Linked DNA regions of Sus scrofa: region 1 is linked to region 2. Evidence: chromatin contacts called from public HiChIP or PLAC-seq data. All regions are on one chromosome and are shown on one strand. Each heading gives the region's core, a stretch centred on a gene start, on an enhancer-like site or on the middle of the called end of the contact. The rest is flanking DNA. Distances are from core to core; before and after follow the strand shown. Region 1 holds the start of HDAC10 (histone deacetylase 10). Region 2 holds the start of SCO2 (SCO cytochrome oxidase deficient homolog 2 (yeast)).

Region 1 (3,153 bases), core at 266-2,765, 220 kb before region 2:
GTGGGTGGGCGGGGGTGTCCCCAGGGCACGCACCGGATGGAAGTAGACGGCGTCGAACTGTCTGGATAGGGCCTGGAGCTCCTCAGTGCTCAAGGCCTGGGTTCCCCGCAACAGGGCCACGTACTCGGGGCTGCAGAGAGGCAGGCGGCAAGGCAGGGTCACCAGGAGGAGCAGGTATCGGACGGAGGAAGGGCGCCTGGACCCCAATGGGACTGCCCACCTCATTTCTCCCTCACCCACCCATCCCGTGGTGAAAGTGAGGTGTGTGGAGGAGGCACTGGCCGGCTGGGGCAGGCCCAGGTCCTCGCAGGAATGCTCGGGGCAGGCGGTCCCCCGCGGACCTGACCTGTGCACCAGGCCCAGCTCCGCCTCCGAGGCCTCTCGGGCTACCAGCCGCAGGCACCTCTGCTCCAGGCCGCGCTGCCGCAGGCGCTCCAGAGCTGTGGTCAGACGCTCAGGACGCTCGATCTCGCACTCGGGGCTGAATGGACAGGGAGCTCAGAGCCCGGAGCCCTCCGCGACCCCCCCTCGGCCAGGTCCCACTTACTCGTCCCACAGCAGCCGCGCAGCCGTCATGTCCTCGTGGTACACCAGTGCGGTCCCCATGGCCCGGCCGCGTTCACTCTGGGGCCGTCCTCTGCGGGCTGGGCAGGACGCTACCGCTCACAGGCAGGTGAGGGCACTGCCCGTCCCACTCTGCAGCCCAACGCCTGGGGCCGGGGCCGCGGGCACAGACGGGAAGGAGGCCGCAGGCCCCAGCGGGGAAGGGTTGACAAGGTGTCTCTGGGACTCGGCTTCCGGCTTCCTCGTCCTGGGACCTGGAACCGCCCCGCCTCCGGCTGCCGCAAGCCCCGCCCCCGCGCGGCGCGGACCGCCGGGCCGGCGCCGGGGCCCTGCCCGCCAGCCGCGGCTCCACCTCCTGCTCCGGCCGCGGGCGGCGCCCCGCGGGCCGTGGTGCTCCTGCAGAGGTGGGAGCGGAAGGGCGCGAGGACCGAGAGCCAGCAGGCCCAGGCTCCTGCGGACTGTCGCGGCGGCCCCACCTGCACGCTGTGCCCACGCGGCAGCCCCGCGCGGGTCCTTGCCCCTCCGCCCCAAGCCTCTCCCAGGCCCACTCTGACCGCGCAGACCGCTGGTCGGACACGTCAGTAGCCCATCGCGCCCAGAGCCGCCCTAGAGCCCCCGGCCGGGGCTCAGGGAAGAGCTGGGCGGGCAGGCCACGAGGAGGAGGACCCTTGCCCGGGGCTTAGCGAAGCGCGGGCTGCAGCGCAGCGCTGCCCCCCGAGGATCCAGAGAGGAGGAGCGTGTCCGATGTAAGCTCCGGGAAGACCCCTGGCCAGAAAGTGGACGAGTCGGAGGGTCAGGGCTGTGCAGAGAAGCTGGACGGGAGCGGCACGGCGCGGGGGAAGGCGGCGCGGAGGCCGACAGAGGGAGGGTTTGGGCTAGGGCTGCAGCAGTGAGTGAACGAACGAGGCCGCAATGGAGGAGGCGCGGGCACAGCCCAGAGCAACATCTTTAGACAGAAGGAAACGGGTCGCCCAGGACCTGAAAGGGCTCCGGGGGCGGGGTCCTGGCCTTGGAGGCGGAGCCCCGAGGGCGGGTCTCTTGAAGGCGGGGCCTAGGGTCCTGGAGGCGGGGCCTAGGGTCCTGGAGGCGGGACCTTGGGAGCCAGAGTGGCCGTAGTCGCGTTCTTCAGCCGCCGTGGCCCTCCCTACAGGGAAGCTCTCCACCGTGAGATGGATGCAGAAGGAGGCCCTGACAGGGCCCCGCTGCCCGTGGCCCGCAGCCCCGCGTACATCGCCACCGTCCTGGCTGTCTTGGCGGCTAGGAAGCAGGTGCTGACTTGCCTTCCTGAGTACATGCCCTCGAAGGCGGGGCCTGCGGCAGACGGGCCAGCCGGGGTCGCTGAGAGCCGAGGGTCTGGGCCGGGCTCCGTCAGAGGCACAAGAGGCCTCCTGGGCAGAGAAGGCCGGTGTCCACTGTGGCAGCTCCTCGGACCGGATTTGGCTGGATCAACTGTGCGTCCATTTGAGTCCCAAGCCGGGAGAAAGGAGCAGGCCTAGCCCGGCTTCACGTGCACCTGCCAGGAGAGCAGGTGGGAGGAGCCAAGGCAAAGCCCAAGGGTGGCCAGTAACCCAGCTGCCAGCCCTCAGAGGAGGAACAGCGGGCAGACAGCAGCGGTGGCTCACTGATGGTGGTGGGGCATGGCCCGGCAAAGGGCAGGAAAAAAAACACCGAACCTAGTTTTCTGCTAAGGCACAGGCGTCTCAAGACACCAGAGGTGCCTGGAGGGGTCTACTGTGACCACCCCCCAAAGCCTGGCCTTGGAGAGTGCAGGGAGTCCTAACATCTGGAGCCGAGATCCACGTTGAACCCTGACACACACACACACACACACACACATGCACACACACACACACACCCGCCCCCGTCAGCCTCCGGCTCCAGGATCTTAGAGGAAAGCCACCCTACAAGAGGGGCAGAGCCAGGCCGTGAGGTGGGGGCTCCAGACTTGGGGCTCATGGCACAGGATGGGGTGCACCAGCTTTGTGACCTGGGAGGGAAGGGGTCCCCAGTGGCTCAGGATGGCCCAAGGCTCCCAGGCCAGCCTCCATACTCTGCACGGGGCTGCAGCTCAAAAACCTAAAGCTGAAGACCTACCCCAAGAATCAGCAGGCGAGGCAGAGCAGGAGAGAGAAAGGGTTTATTTCCTCCAGCCGAGTGGCCACGCCACGTGGCCGATGTACATTCCAGGCTGGGGATGCAGAGGTGTCCCTGAGTCATCACCTGTGCCCTCCCTGTCCTTCCTCTCAGCAATGGCATAAGCCAGGCCTCGACCCTAAACCCCTCCCCCCTCACAGGCTCCGAGGCTTCTTGCTGCACCCTGGAGGAGCAGACCACTGCTCAGGGGGCCAGAGGCCAGCCCCAGGTCAGGTGGGCATCCCGTCCAAAAAGGCCAGGTGCTCCTCCAAGGAGAGGCTGAGGTGGGGCCTGAGAGCAGGAGAACAAGCTTGTGGGAGGGGCTCCAGGGAACGAGGGCACTCCCAGGACACGAGCCCCAGCCAAAGCCACAGGGGAAACCAGGACGGCCCTTCCAGGGGGAAGCCCCAGCCAGGTTCCAGGGGTCTTCACAGGGCCGTTTCCTTGGAGACCTTG
Region 2 (3,206 bases), core at 102-2,601:
AGACTGAAGTCGCCTTGGCCCACAGCGGCCCGGCGCAGGGCCTCTGTCCGCTGTTGCTGCCGCCACTGCTCCTTCTCCGCCCTCAAGGCCAGCCAGGCTCCACCCAGCCCAGCCCCAATCAAGGCTGTGATCAGCAACCTAGTTTGCAGCCGAGGGCCCCGGGGCTGGCCTGGCTTGCCGGTTTCTGCAGGGCCCTGCCTTGCTAAGAGCCGGTATCTCACCTGCCCGGCCTCAGCTCCCTGGATCCTAGGGAGGGCCAGAGGCCTGAGCAGAAAGAGCCCGTGCCAAGCCTTGGGTGCCCGAGCCAGCATGGACCTGATGCTCCTGGAAAAGAGCAGAGGCGTCAGAAGCCAGAAGGTGCCTTGGCCTCCTGGGTTGTCCATCATTCTGGAGAGACCTGCCACCACCTCAAGGCCCAACCCTATGAGGGCTCTGCTGTCAGCAGCTGCTCAGCCAGCCCCCGCCATCACTCACACATGCTTCGCCTCTGAAACCTCAAACTCCAGCTTAGGCGTCATCAAACATCCACAACTGTCCCTCCTGTCCTTTAACGGGAGAACCTCAGTCTAACGAGCCCAGCGCTCGGCAGCACCTGGGGGTCTGAGCTGACGGAAGCGTTCCAAGCGCCTGCCTCCTCCGGGTTCCTGAGCGTATCTATGTTTGCAATAAACTTCTACTTCTTGAAAGGAGGTGGGTGAGCCTCTCGCTTCAACCCCCAAAAGACCAACTTCTCCGCCCCTTTTGCAGCCTTTTCCCTCTGAGGCCACTTCAACCGCGCTGTTTTGGCTCCCTCCCCCGCACTTAGCGGTAACCCGGTGCCACCCGCACCGCAGCCTCCAGTTACCCGCGGGCTCCACGCCCCCTCCAGTCCTTCGCTCGTTGAACCTGCCGGGCCCGCAGCCACCCTGGAGTAGCAAAAGGTTTCCACTTGCCTCCAGCCCACCTTCACAGCTGGGCATCCCACCGCAGCTCTGGGGTCGTGGCCCACGCCCTGCTGTGGCTTCGGTGGCCTCCGTTCCTCTCAGGGGCCCCTGGAGGTTTGTTAGGCGGAGATCTTAGGACTCCCCCTCACCTGTTCGACTGCTGCTACTGGGAGGATCTCTCGAAGACTTCTGAACGTCCGGCCTGCGCCCGGTCCGACGGTTCCTGGACTTGGGAGGGCTGGATGACCTTGGTCACGTCTCGTAACCTGTCTGTACCAGCTTCCTCCTTTACAAAATGCGCTCTAAGCGATGTACGAGATGGGCCTGCAAATGCAGCCAGCTTGTAGACGTTTGCAGGGCGCCGGCACAGGCGGATCTCCCGGGCCCCCAGCGCGCCGCACCGTCCCGCGAGTCTGAGGAGGGGAACCGGAAGGCAGCTCTGGGCCCCCGCCCCTCTCGACGCCAGCGCGCATGCGTCAACGGCGCCGCGCTCGCGCGGAAGGGCGTAAAGCGGGCCCGGCTGCTGCGCGTGCGCATGCGCCAGAGGTGGCTGGCCGGCCGGAAGCTACGTGACGGGAGGCGGGGTTTTTCTGGGGCGGCCCCCCCCACGCTGGCTGCTGTCTTAGTTTGCCCGGCCCCGGGTGCCGGGCACCGGAAAGGATGCGCGCCTCCTGAGCTTCGTTGCTACGTGTCGACTGGCGCGCACGAGGGGACGGGGAGTGAGGAGGGGCCTGGGCTGGGCGCGGGTAGGGGATCTCTGCCCTTTCCCTGTCCCCTCACCGAGCCTGGTGACGGGTGACCGGGTCCGGCAGCACAGGTGCTCACCAGTGCTCTTGCCGGCTCCAGGGCCTGTGTCTCTCTTACTTCCTGTCCATCGAGAGAGCAGACAAGCTGTCCACGCCATCTTAGGGGGGAGGTTAAGGGGTCTGGAAGTGATGGAGTGATGGAGCTCCCGAAGCTTCCTGGGAGATGTGGGGAACGCTGGCTGACTCGGATCAGTCACGAGGGGTCGGGGGACCTGGCTATGGAAGTCCCCATGTGATAGGATGACATGTGCATCCGTCTGGTCACCCTCTTGAGTGAGTTGTCAGGCGCCCTGTGGTGTGGAACAGTGATCCTGGGTTTGGGTCAGATCACCTGTGATTGTGTGTGATTGGAGATCAGGGGTTTTTAACATGCGGGAGGGGGATGCTGGAGTCTGGGGTCAGGTCACCTGTGATGAGGGACGGGCTGTCAACCCGGGCGTATAGGATTCCATCCACAGGTACCACCCTCCTGTTCTGACCCATGACACAGCAGCCCACTTGCCCAGCAGCCCTTGCATTTGGCCAGCTTCCCCACCTCAGGGCTCCAGTGACCCCATCACTAACGCTGAACAAAGAGTCATCAGCAACCTTGACAAATTCCAAAATCGCAATTCTGATAGGTCTTCACTAATGACTCATCAAGGATATGGATCCCTGTCCTGTGGCCCCCAGTTATTTTGTCCAAGTTCCTATTGACAGCAATCACTTTTCCCTTGATAACGGTGACCAAAGTCCAATGACTCATGAATAACTGATCAGTATCTTCCTTAGTGATCCTCCAGAGATTCTGGCCATTTTTGTCATCAATAACCCAGCTGTATTATCAATCGGTGGCCTACCTGTCCCTGCTCTGGGCGCTGAGTGACAGCGAATCCATGAATAGACTCCAGTTTCTCCAAGGTGCCCTCCATGTGTCCAGACCACGTCTGCTAATTTCTGGTACATGCTGGGCCAAGTATGCATGCCGAGTACACATGCACAGCCACCTCCCCGCCCTCACATTTCTCCTCACCCTCCCTGGTTAGGACTTCAGCTGAAGTTAAGCATTTACTAAGTAGAATAGTGGGTGTCCAGCTGGGGTGGGAATGGAGAAATGTCTTGGGAGTTCCAGCTATGGCACAGCAGGTTACGGATCCAGCATTGTCTGTGTGGCGGCGAGGGTTCGATCCCTGGCCCGGGAACTTCCATATGCCGTGAGTGTAGCCTAAAAAGAAAAAGAAAAGAAACTGTCCTGATTTGGGATGGGGGGTGTCAGTGTAGGAGTAGATGGGTACCTGTCATTGGGGACATAAGTCTGGGGGAATGGAGGGAGAGCAGAACCTAGCTCTTCGCTGGGAGTTCTGAGCCGGGGTGGGGGGGAAAGGGCCTGACGGGGAAGGGGGATCTGGATGACTTGGTTCTGTTAATGGTGGCTGATGGGAAGGGAGGGCCAATTCTGTCCTGGGGGGGATGAGAAGCCAGGGTCCCACCTTTGGAG

Evidence for each region. HiChIP or PLAC-seq counts read pairs in DNA pulled down with a chosen protein or histone mark.
Region 1: an H3K27ac HiChIP or PLAC-seq map of alveolar macrophages shows a contact between it and region 2. The contact joins the promoter of HDAC10 here to the promoter of SCO2 in region 2. A contact is called at or near these places in 1 of 5 promoter capture datasets (liver), 1 of 47 Hi-C or Micro-C datasets (epiblast stem cells) and 1 of 2 datasets of contacts at active chromatin or transcription factors (alveolar macrophages).

What each region holds. Positions count from the first base shown.
Region 1 is chr5:437,504-440,656 of Sscrofa11.1, reverse strand. HDAC10 (histone deacetylase 10) reads right to left here and starts at 1,515. Exons shown (of 17, transcript XM_021091340.1): 1 at 548-1,515; 2 at 347-481; 3 at 34-130. The coding sequence starts at 606. It overlaps MAPK12 (mitogen-activated protein kinase 12), which reads right to left. Exons shown (of 12, transcript NM_001025224.2): 12 at 2,687-3,153. The coding sequence ends at 3,126.
Region 2 is chr5:218,946-222,151 of Sscrofa11.1, reverse strand. It overlaps SCO2 (SCO cytochrome oxidase deficient homolog 2 (yeast)), which reads right to left and starts at 1,351. Exons shown (of 2, transcript NM_001206377.1): 1 at 1,073-1,351; 2 at 1-324. The coding sequence starts at 311.